3 separate regions of the Mus musculus genome follow, and regions 2 and 3 are each linked to region 1. A link is a contact called in public HiChIP or PLAC-seq and promoter capture Hi-C data. All regions are on one chromosome and are shown on one strand. The core of a region is the stretch at or near the end of the contact, and the rest is flanking DNA. Distances in the headings are between cores, read along the strand shown.

The links. HiChIP or PLAC-seq counts read pairs in DNA pulled down with a chosen protein or histone mark. Capture Hi-C pulls out chosen DNA fragments and counts their contacts.
Region 2: a promoter capture Hi-C map of adipose tissue shows a contact between it and region 1. The contact joins the promoter of Map7 here to the promoter of Map3k5 in region 1. A contact is called at or near these places in 10 of 39 promoter capture datasets (the C10 cell line, the HPC-7 cell line, the SN4741 cell line and 7 more), 3 of 484 Hi-C or Micro-C datasets (the N1E-115 cell line, cerebral cortex and embryonic stem cells), 6 of 115 datasets of contacts at active chromatin or transcription factors (the 230-238 cell line, astrocytes, embryonic stem cells and 3 more) and 1 of 9 other capture datasets (adipose tissue).
Region 3: an H3K4me3 HiChIP or PLAC-seq map of embryonic stem cells shows a contact between it and region 1, with 3 times the contacts expected there. The contact joins the promoter of Il20ra here to the promoter of Map3k5 in region 1. A contact is called at or near these places in 2 of 39 promoter capture datasets (embryonic stem cells and stem cell-derived epiblast-like cells), 1 of 15 datasets of contacts at CTCF or cohesin (large pre-B cells), 3 of 484 Hi-C or Micro-C datasets (all in embryonic stem cells), 9 of 115 datasets of contacts at active chromatin or transcription factors (bone marrow-derived macrophages, embryonic stem cells, large pre-B cells and 2 more) and 1 of 9 other capture datasets (embryonic stem cells).

The regions. Positions count from the first base shown.
Region 1 is chr10:19,932,725-19,936,255 of GRCm38.p6, forward strand. Map3k5 (mitogen-activated protein kinase kinase kinase 5) reads left to right here and starts at 1,802. Exons shown (of 30, transcript NM_008580.4): 1 at 1,802-2,350. The coding sequence starts at 1,882.
Region 2 is chr10:20,169,242-20,172,772 of GRCm38.p6, forward strand. Map7 (microtubule-associated protein 7) reads left to right here and starts at 1,781. Exons shown (of 18, transcript NM_001358787.1): 1 at 1,781-2,080. The coding sequence starts at 1,948. It overlaps Gm51795 (a long non-coding RNA gene), which reads right to left. Exons shown (of 2, transcript XR_003948992.1): 2 at 2,004-3,524.
Region 3 is chr10:19,710,626-19,714,156 of GRCm38.p6, forward strand. It overlaps Il20ra (interleukin 20 receptor, alpha), which reads left to right and starts at 1,962. Exons shown (of 7, transcript NM_172786.2): 1 at 1,962-2,105. The coding sequence starts at 2,009. All of the region lies in intron 1 of Gm33332 (a long non-coding RNA gene), which reads right to left.

The DNA of each region.
Region 1 (3,531 bases), core at 552-3,051:
CTCATGTTGACCCTCGGTGGCTTTTTTCCTCCAGACTCATCTAACAGGGGAGATTTAAGAAGCACGTGTAAAAACAGCCTGCTGATGTGTGCTTACTGCTTATAAACTGAAAGCTACCTTGCTACTCAGTAGAAAATGAACTAGGTGACTGTTTTAAAGGAACTGGAGTGACAGATGAATCTCCCAGACTTACAGTTTGCTTGGGGAGTACAATAAAGTCACAAAAAGGACCTTATTATTTGGAAACTATCAATAAAATACTGTAACAATTTAAGAATTGGGCAGTGTTCTGGTCTGAATGTGTCCCTCGCCCCCAGATTCCCCTTACTTAATACTGTGTTAAGTAAGGCTTTGGGGAGTTTGACATCCAATTTACATTTTGCCTCTTACATTTTGGCTTACTAACCTCAAGTTAGGAAATCCAAATCCTTTACGTATTGCAGCTTGCCTTGGCTTTCCTGACATGACCTACAGCATTCTGGGAGAGTTCTCTGGGAATTTACACATCTGGTTTTGCTTCCCAAAATAAGCGGGAGCTTTTTGATCACACTAAAGCAATCAAGCCTTTTCATTTGTGTATGGTTCAGTTTTAAAAAATGAAATAAGTTAACTTCTCTCTTTCAACTCTGAATGATAATTTTCCCATGCATTTTCTATCTTAGGTATCTGGCATTTTGAGGAAGGGGTGACTTTAAGATGATATATGAGAGTATTAAGTCATTCGGCAATGGAGCCAATCAATTACTCATTAACGATAACAGCGTAAGCAACTGGAAATTTTACAATGAAAAGTACCAGCGGCTGCCACGATAAATTTAGCCGACCACTTCTAAATTTAGCGCCCCTGTCACTTATAAACCACTTTCCATTTGAGGCCTGGGCTGTAGGGCGCTTGTTGGATCCTCCCGCCTCTCGGCACGCGTGTTGCCACGGTGCATCCAGCGCCACGCGCTGCCCACGAGCGGACCAGAACGAGCGAGGCGCGGTGGCTGCGCCCAGCGCTGCAAACGCCTGGCGGGCTGACCGGGACAGTGCGGGTTAGAGACTCTTCTTTTGCGCCGTCCCGCAGCGAGGCGCGCACAGGGTTTCAGCCCTCTTTCCCAGTTCTCTGAGGTCCCGGAGCAGTGGGTTCGGTCCAGGCTGCAGCTTCCCAGCAGCGCCCTCCTCAGGGGCGGGCCCTGGCTCTCTGTGCTGCAACGAGTGGGCGGCCACAGGCGGGTAGCCGAGAGGACGGGCGGCTGCGAGACGGTCGCTGGGACTCGGAGGGCGCGGCGAACCGGTGAAAGAGGAAGGGAAGGAAGGAAGGAGGAGGTGGTGGTGGAGGAGACGGAGTCGGTGCAAGGGAGCTGTTGCGGAGCAGAGAGGCGGATCCTTTCGGGAGCGGCCACGGAGGTTCCGGGACGCGGCTCGGGGTAGCCCGCCCACCGCGCGTAAGGTGTTCTCCAGGTAGCGCCGGCACCCAGAGGGCGCCCTCGCCCGGCCCGCGCTCGGCAGGCGACAGCTCGCGGCTCCCCGAGCGCGGCGCCCTTGAGCCGGGCTGCGCAGGTTGGCCGCCGACTCGTCCGCCCGCCAAGAGGAGGAAGCTCTGTCCCTTCCCGCTCGCCGCGGCCGGCGTCCCCACCCCGTGGACTCTCCACCCTGCAGCGGGCGAGCGGCGTGGCCACGGAGGCGCCGAGGAGGGGCGAGCCGCCGCCGGGCAGCGGCGTGGCCCCGGGGGACAGGGCGCCCGAGCGGAGGCGGCGGCGGGGCGGTGAAGGCGCGGCGCGCGATGGCAGCTGCCTAGCCCGGCGCGCGCGGAGCAGCCCGGAGCTGTGGCTAGCCAGACGGTGCGTCTGGGCTGGGGACTCCGGGGTCGCCGCCGTGGCAGCCCGGCAGGCAGAGATGGGCACCGAAGCCGGCGAGGGCATCACTTTCTCCGTGCCGCCCTTTGCGTCCGTGGGCTTTTGCACCATCCCGGAGGGCGGCAGCTGCCGGAGGGGAGGAGGAGCGGCGACGGCGGCGGAGGGAGAGCCGAGCCTGCAGCCCTTGCTTGTGCCGCCGCCGCCGCCACCGCCGGGCAGTTTCTGGAACGTGGAGAGCGCGGCGGCTCCCGGCACCAGCTGCCCTACCACCGCCCCCGGGAGCAGCGCCACCCGAGGCCGGGGCAACTCTGGCAGCGGGGGCGGCCGGCGTACCACCGTGGCTTATGTGATCAATGAGGCGAGCCAGGGGCAGCTGGTGGTGGCGGAGAGCGAGGCCCTGCAGAGCCTGCGGGAGGCGTGCGAGGCGGTGGGCGCCACCCTGGAGACCCTGCATTTCGGGAAGCTGGACTTCGGGGAAACCGCCGTGCTGGACCGTTTTTACAACGCAGGTGAGTGGCAGCTCGGCTCGTTGCTTTGCCCAGCCGGTTTCTCCTGGCTGTCTTGGTTGGGGGGGGGGGGGGATTTTTGTTTTGTTTTGTTTTTCGTGGGCGGGAAGCAAGCTTCCTATTTACATCACGCCTCACCTTGAGAGCGGCAAGAGTGGTTGCAGGACTATTCAGGCCGGCCGCTCCTAGTTGAGGGTGTGCTGGTGCAAGTGACTGTATTTGTGCGGGAGATCCTCCGCTGATTTATTCATTATCCGGCAGCGAAGACCCTGGGTCCAAGTACAAGGCTCGGAAAAACACTTCCTCCCACCATTGCGAATAATTGCTTCAATCACTTCTCTTCAGTTAGGAGGTGGGTAGGTTTTGCTTTTGCAAACACACACCTGTGGCCCACTGAAGTGATGTTCTGTTCTCTGTGCAGTCTTGGGAGTACAGAAATGCCCTTATGCTAAGCAGCCAGCTGTGTGCAGAGTTTCGTTTGAGTTTTCAAAGCGCGGCCTGACCTTCCCCAACTCATTTCACCTTCGAGTTTTGGTGGCTTCAATTTCCCATTCTCTTACTACTTTGAACGGTCAAATAACTATATGTTGGAGTAAAAGCACCGTGAAACACACCAAATGTGTGTGATCTTTGTTAGAATCTTGCCCAAAGAACCAGTTTTTTTTGTTTTGTTTTTTGTTTGTTTGTTTGTTTTTTTAAAAAATTACCTCAGATACTGTGGTGAGTGGAAGAGTTTATAATTTGGCATGGTTTAAAGAGTTCCCATGCAATTTTAATGACAGATTCGGTTGACTATTAAAGTGATTGTTAATGTAATCCACCGGAATGTCTCCCTTTTAGTCCATTTCAGATTTCAAAAACTGTTAAGAGAGTTCTGATGACTAAAGCAATTAGCCAGCCGTCTGTCAGCAAATGTTAGGAATGGTTGTGTGCTACTGAAATCCAATGGGATCAAGTAAATAGACATGCTAATTTTTATAATCGTGGTGGTGGGAAGCCTGGTTTTTGTCTTCAAACACAGTGAGCTTCTCCCATTTGTGATCACAAGGTTTTGTACTTCAATCTAATTCTCTTACAGCCTCTTTAAAACACCTGAAGGAGGCTTATGTCTGCTTTGGAATTCAGCCAAAGCTGAATATTTTAAGAACAAGAAGAACTTCATGTTAAGAAAGCCAGACTAAATA
Region 2 (3,531 bases), core at 531-3,030, 240 kb after region 1:
GAGGGTTTATAGTAGAGAAGAAAACACCTTGAAGATAAATGCAAAACACTGTGCTGGTTACAGTGGGTGTGCTGTAGATGTGGTAACCTTTTATTTATCAGCCACCTCTTATGAGCACTGTATTTGTTTAACCCTTACCCTCAACCTGATAAAATAGTCATCACCCAGCTGTCCAGAGAAAACTGGGCCACTAAGAAGAGTAAAGTACACTAGCCGAAGTTTGTTTCATACAAAAGACATGTTAGCTTACAGGCGATGCCACTAGACTCCTTCAGGGACCTAGCAATGACTCACTTCATCACCTGCTCCCAAGTGCAGGTGGCTCACCAGGTGACTTTTATAAAAAGGACTTTTTGATTTCCCAGCCAGTCTGCTGGCATCTCTTCCTGTCATCCTCTGTCCCCCACTTCTCTGCCCTCATGACTTTCCTCTAGTCTGTCTGCCTCCACCCCTTCTCCAGATCCTTACTCCCCTCCCTTCCCCCAAAGGCCTGTTACATGGTGTGATTTCTCAGGGGGCACCTTGGCATGGGACCCCAGGTCCCACACATATGCGGAGTTAGAATCTTTGACAGTGTGTAGGAGAGTCGTTTAGGGGGAAGGATTGCCTTTGACATTAGATTTAATTTGGATTAAAGGCCAAAAGAAAATAACTTTTTTTTCCTTCATTTAGCAATTAGCATTTTTGAATTGTTATTTGTTGCTATAAAAACTATTGATTAAAAAAAAATTACTGTACAAATTTGAAGCAACATAAAAATGGAAAGTCTTAAAATGAGCAAACTTACTTCAGAACGAAACAAAAATCATACGGCGGCTGCATGCTTCTGAGAGAATAGTCCTAAAGAACCGAAACTGGGTGACTAGCCGAGACCTGTTTGGCAGACGCCCGGGCATTGGGATAAGGAGAGCTGTCATGCAGTGGCAGGCAGCTGGGACTCCCCTCTTTGGCTTTGTCTCTGTCCTTTCAGCCTGACTTTCAGAGAAAGTGTTTTTAGTTGAAAGAGGCAGTCTCCAATTTCTGGTCTCCTTGGAGGGTTTCGGTATTGTGCTGGTGGGCCTCATGAACGAAGCGAACAGTGTATCTTGAGAGAGTTTATACATGAGTTGAGAACACATTGAAAATGAATTCGAAGCCCCATACATCAGGACAGATGCCACCAAGGCTCAGCCTATACAAACATGGGTGTTTGTGTCAGGAGAGTGAGGCAGCGGCGGCGGGATGCCTGCCTTATCTTTACTTACTGTAATAGACCACGAGGGAGGGGGAGAAGGAAACCCCTCTCCTGTCCTGAAGAATTAGCTGCTGCTCCTGCAGACGAACCCGTTTCTCCTGCTCCACCATTCCGCCGCTCAGCTCTGCCACCCAGAGGAGGAGGGAGCTGCCCTGTGCAGCTAAGCCTCTGCTGGTGGGTTCTGAGGACTGCATCCCAGGGCAGCTGGAACTGCTCCCAGCCTCCTTCATTAGGCTATGTCAGGGTTGTCAGGGCAACTGTTCACAGCAGGCATCATGTCATCTTTTGCCCTCCGCTGCATGCTGAATGTTTTGCTGTGCGGTAGCAAAAAGAAGACTGGGAAAGCTGGCTCTGATTGACCAAGGCTAGGCAGTCCAAGGGAGGCATCGGAACCTGCGTGCCTTTAATAGAGGCCTTCTGAAATGGGTGTGTGCGCGCGTGCGCGTGTGTGCATGTGCGAGAGTGTTTACTCACCAGCGCCTGTGCCTATTGGGGGGAATAAGTGGGAGGGGGCTGCTGCTAGGTGAGGGGCAGCAGCAGGACCTCAGTTGCCAAGTAGCTGGTAGTATCTGTCAGCTGTTCTCACTGTTTACCCATAGGGGATCTATTACAAGTGCTCAAATGAACAGGCAGCTTAGGAGCTAGCAGCTTCTGGGAGCTGCAATTACATAAGCATATATATTTAATATAATTGCCGAACAAGTAGCAGCGTTATGCCTGGGTCAGCTACAGCGATCCGACAAGAGAGACTGAAGAAGACTCCTGCAAGGACAATTCCCCTTGCTCTATTCACCATTAATGAGGAAGATGAGCTGCAGAAGAGTGGAAATGCCAGAAGACCCAAAGGTATGCATCAGCCCTACCCCTCACTGGAGCCGGATCCAGCACTGTTCTTACATTGATTATCGCACGGGTTCCGAACTGCACGCGCAATGCCTGCTTCTCGAGTATTCGTGACCTAACACAGCTTGCTGGTCACGCTCGCACACCCTCGGGGTATGGAGTCTGATGGAGTGGAAATAAATTTTGTAGGTTTGGTCTATTTCAGGTCAGCTTACTTTTTAAGACCCAAACTATTTTCCTAGTATAAAGGTCTTTAATATTCACTCCTTCATTTAAACAGGGGCCAGTGACTCTGACCTCGTGGGGGAATAAATTTGGCTTCAAGGGGTTTAAAGGAACAGTACCCTCACTTTCCTGTAGCCACGTCGGATCATTTCTGTTTACTTCAGTGAAATGAGCTTCTCTGTAAAAAGGACGGATTAGGTAAAGTGATTTTTTTTCCAGAGCTCCCTCCCCACGGGCAGAAGATGAGCATGCTTCCAGGTTCCTTCTACTCAGATGCTGAGGGAGAAGGAAGGCAGGCAGGCAAACTTGGGCAGCCAGGGAGAGGGAGCAGCATGAGGTCTCGCTTCTGACTGCTGCTGCTGAGTACTCTGTGCCACTTCAGACATGCTGGCTACAGAACACAGAGGTCTGAGCCTTGAGTGTCCCCTTGTGCTGATGACATGGCAGCAGCTGCTCAGGCTTCAATCCCATGGATGTCCTTCCGAGGTGTTGTCTCATAGCCACTCTCATGCATCTTTGAAGAAGGGCTTTTAGGATTGCACTTAAATTTTCCAGCATCCTGTAGGCGTCTTCCTGCAAGCTGTTCTCTCTAGCAGAAGAGGTACCTATCTGTTTATTTTTATGAGCTGTTTGGGTCTTATATTCTGTCACTGGCAAATTTTCTATCACCGACATTATCAAATTTTCCATAGTGTGGCTCTAGCCACTGACGCTTTGTTCCTAGCTCCAAAATGAACCATGTTGCTTTTGCTAAATATAATGGAAACTGTGTACTTTAAACCCAAAAGTAAGTTTTTCTTCCATTCTTGAAAAGAGTATTATCACTGCAGATGATTTCTGTTTGTTGTCGGGGTTTCTGTCGGAATGCCCAGTGACCTCAGAAACTCAGTGTTGCTGTAGAGGGGGGATATTTCTTCAGTTGCTCATGGGTTGACAGCTGAGTCCGAGCAGGCTGCTCTCAGTGAGACCCCTCCAAGGTGGTCAGCAGCCAGTCATTTATTCTCTGCAGAATTGGGAACTTTTTTTAAAGTTAATGCCAATTTGTTGAAGCATTCCCATGGTGTATTTGTCAAAACATCCTGGCTCGGTGAGTCTTCCCTGGAGTGTCCTGCAATTATCATTTTGGATAGCTACCCATTTTTTCTTACTTTTCATGACTTTTTCTTCCTGGCTTCTTTGTTTTTAATTTTCCTTCCAAATAAAACCTGTCCTTGGGTAGTTCCTTTAAA
Region 3 (3,531 bases), core at 712-3,211, 220 kb before region 1:
GTGTGTGTGTGCGCGTATGTGTGTGTGTGGTGTTCGTGCTTGGAAGTGGGAGTTGTGGGGTGATGCTAACTAGTTCATGAGGGTCTTTTTGGTTTTTGTTTTGTTTTATAGAAAACCCAGAAACTCTTAGTCCATTTGACTCCAAGCTAAGATTTCACTGTGATAAAAGGTGACACGCTGTTGTAATATAGATAAGTTGAAGAAACTACCTATGTGATTGTGTTAATTCTCAGATCTCTGGAGGATACACTCGAGTTTATTTAACCTGGGAAGGACTGTTTCTTTACCTGGAATTAACAGATATGCTTGGAAGTTAGAACGTAAGAGTACAAAGGAAAAAAAAATACTAAAAGATGTTAAAGAAGTGCCCTAAGGCGAGCTCTGGGTAACAGGTTTAAAATAAGATGTGAAACTCTCCTCTCCAGCGCATGGGAAACATCACTGAGTTCGAACCTAGGAAGTCCCAGGGCCAAACTCAGCCTTCGCAGAGACATAAGGGATCTGTTACTATAGAAAGATCAGTCCTTGCAAGTGAACCTTGGATTGGCTACCCATGAGTACTATCAGAAAGAACACCAGAGAGGGCAGGGTCTGGCTGTCTTCCAATCTCTAGCCTAAGAGAACAGGCTGTAGACTATCTCCCAAGAAATATGTGTGTAAGTTGAAAAAGCAAGGTAGCTGTCTGCTTGAGCTAGCTCCTTTAAGGCTATGAATGAGTCATATTTAAACAGAAATGCATACATGTCCTAACATTGATATAAAAAGAATATGTTGCTATCATACTGTCTTCTTACTTTTTTCAGGGATTACATATGAATCAGTAAGAGCCCAGTTTGTGCAGGAAAGGAAAGAAACATGACAGTTAACAGGCAGATGTCAGAGAACCGATCACTGAGAAAAGAAGTCGAAGTTTGAAACTAGTAGCTACTGATTGCAGTTTCCACTCCTAAGGCTGGAGAAACAAAAGGAAGACATGACTACACAGAAGATAAAGGAATTTCACTAAATGGAGATTTGGACCCATGAGAATTGGGTCCAGCCAGCGAGGCAAATTCTTCGTGTATCTGAAGAAGCTGGAAACTAGGACAGCTAACAGGTCCTGTCCCTCCTCCTCCAGGGCCCCCTACCGGTGTGAACTAGAAGCACAACTGAATAGCAGGGTCTGCTTTAACCCTCCAGAAGCCTTCAAATCCAATCCAAGACTCTTAGGACTCTTTGAGCCGGAAAAAAAACAGGAGTGAAAACAGGAGTGTAAGGCATTCTAAAAACGGCTGCATCTCTGACTGCCTCCACCACAAAAGGGGTTCTTTGTTCGTCTGTTTTGTTTTCTTTTAGTTATTGAGACTCTTCTAGATGTCTGTTGATTCAATTTTAGGGCTATTTCTCTTTATTTGTGCATTTGCAACAGGAGTCTATGGAGGAAAGAGAGAGTCTGCCTGAAGTACATGGTTAATTTGTTTCTTTTCGCATTGTGTTTAATGTTTACAGCTACCTAGAAAGGAGGAGCCCTGAGGTCTGCTTGCACATCTCTGTCACAGTGTTCCCTGGCTTTTCCTTTCTTTCTCTTAGCTGGGGGATGGCCCTCTCCCATTTGGGAGACTTCTATTGTGTTTTGAGGTTGCATCTGCTCTTCTGTAAAATGCAAAGATACCTGACTTCGGGGTGTGGGGAGGAAATCTCGACTAGGGTAAGCAGCATGCCTAACAGTAAGTTGAGAAATATGTACCTATTTCACCCTTCCAGCTTCTTCCGGGATGAAACCTGACATTTCAAGTGAATGATAAGACTCTGCTGTACTGAGTCAGAGCTCATCGGCTTCTCCATCACCCCCTGAAGCCTGTGTGGACTCAGAACTGAAACCCAGACAGCCACCCTCGCGTGGACTCCCTGCAGGGGGAGCTGGTTGTGCACAGCAGACTCTGGGCTCCATCGCCCGGGTCTCGCTGTTGCAGAGGAGCCCCGGGGAGGCCACGCCGCGTTCCCGAGATGTGACCCGAACTGACAGCCCATGCACACTCCCGGGACCCCGGCGCCGGGCCACCCGGACCCGCCGCCACTGTTGCTGCTCACGCTGCTTCTGCTGCTGGCCGCTTCGGGACGCGCAGGTAGGAGAGTCGCTCCTCTCGGCAAGGGCTACCTGGCAGGAGCCTGAAAGGGTCCACGCCGGGCTCCAGCTTGCTGAATCCGAGCTGGGGTTGGGGGGTACAGGGGTGGTAGTAGCCCTCCTGAGTGGCCCAAAACTTGTACCTCGAAACTGGTGACAGTGATGGCAAGGGGCGGCTCGCACTAAAACCTTGGCAAGTCCAAGATTCATAGCCTGTGGGAGCTTGGATCAGAGTTTGGAAAAGCCAAATCAGCCCCAAAAGGGTAAGCCACATCCCGTTTTCCTGGCAATCCTGACGTGTGCGTATACGTACTTCTGAGAAATAACAAAGCATAAAACAGTAAGACATAAAGCACTAGAAGGATTTTCTCTGTTGTTTTAAAGTTTAAACCGTAACCGCTGGAATTCAGAAAGCCAAGCTGATTCACTTTTTAAAAGTTTCTTTTTCTTTCTTTTTTTTTCCTTCTTTCTGTTTTTCTGCCATATAAAAACATACTCTTTAAAAAGCAAGGTATCTCAGCAAGGTATCTCACGGTTTCAATTAAAGACAACAGCCACAAAGCTTCCCAAAATATCAATTGTAATTTTATAAAATTGATTCAAGCACCTGTGCTCCAGCCTGGAAAAACCAGCGAGTGGGGAAAAAAAGTGAGACCTCAATCAGAGAAAACATGATGCTCACTACCTTTCAGAGGCCGGAAGCATGCACGCTGGCCTTGGAGCGGTTTCTGAACCGTGTAGTCTATACAAGAAGATTATTTTCTAAGTTCTAAATTTATGCAAGTATATGGTTATATTTTAATAATCCAAGATAAGCCAAATGTGAAAAGGCTTATTCAAATATCCCTGATATGAATTCATTTTCTGTTTTTAAAGCACAGTTGAAGTTTATTATAAAAGGTCTAGACAGAGATTTAAGTATGGTCATCAAGGGGGATGAGAGACAAGCATATGTATACACACATATACACACACATATACATATACATCTATATGAATGATTACGGGAAGATCTCTGCATACAGTGAGTGCAATAGAGCTACCATACTGAACTTGCTTGGTGTTAATGTGAGAAATAAAACTTGCTCACTAACTGGGCAAAATGATATTAGAAGGCAGCAATACTCCTAACTTAACAGCAAAATCTAAAGCAAACACACGCACACATAAACACACACACACACACACACACACACACCACTGGGCTTTTTTTGATCTATGAGACCCAGCATTTAGCATGGGACCGACCTCCACACGTACTTCATGAATACAGGAAAACCAGTTAGAAGGTATAGTAGGTGCTTGGATACCGTTCCTACACTTAACCACTGAACCCATGGATAATCTTCACTTCTGCGCGAATATGGACTTTTAAGAACTGTATAACACTAGCATTCATGAATAGATAATAGTTTAACTTTGGGACT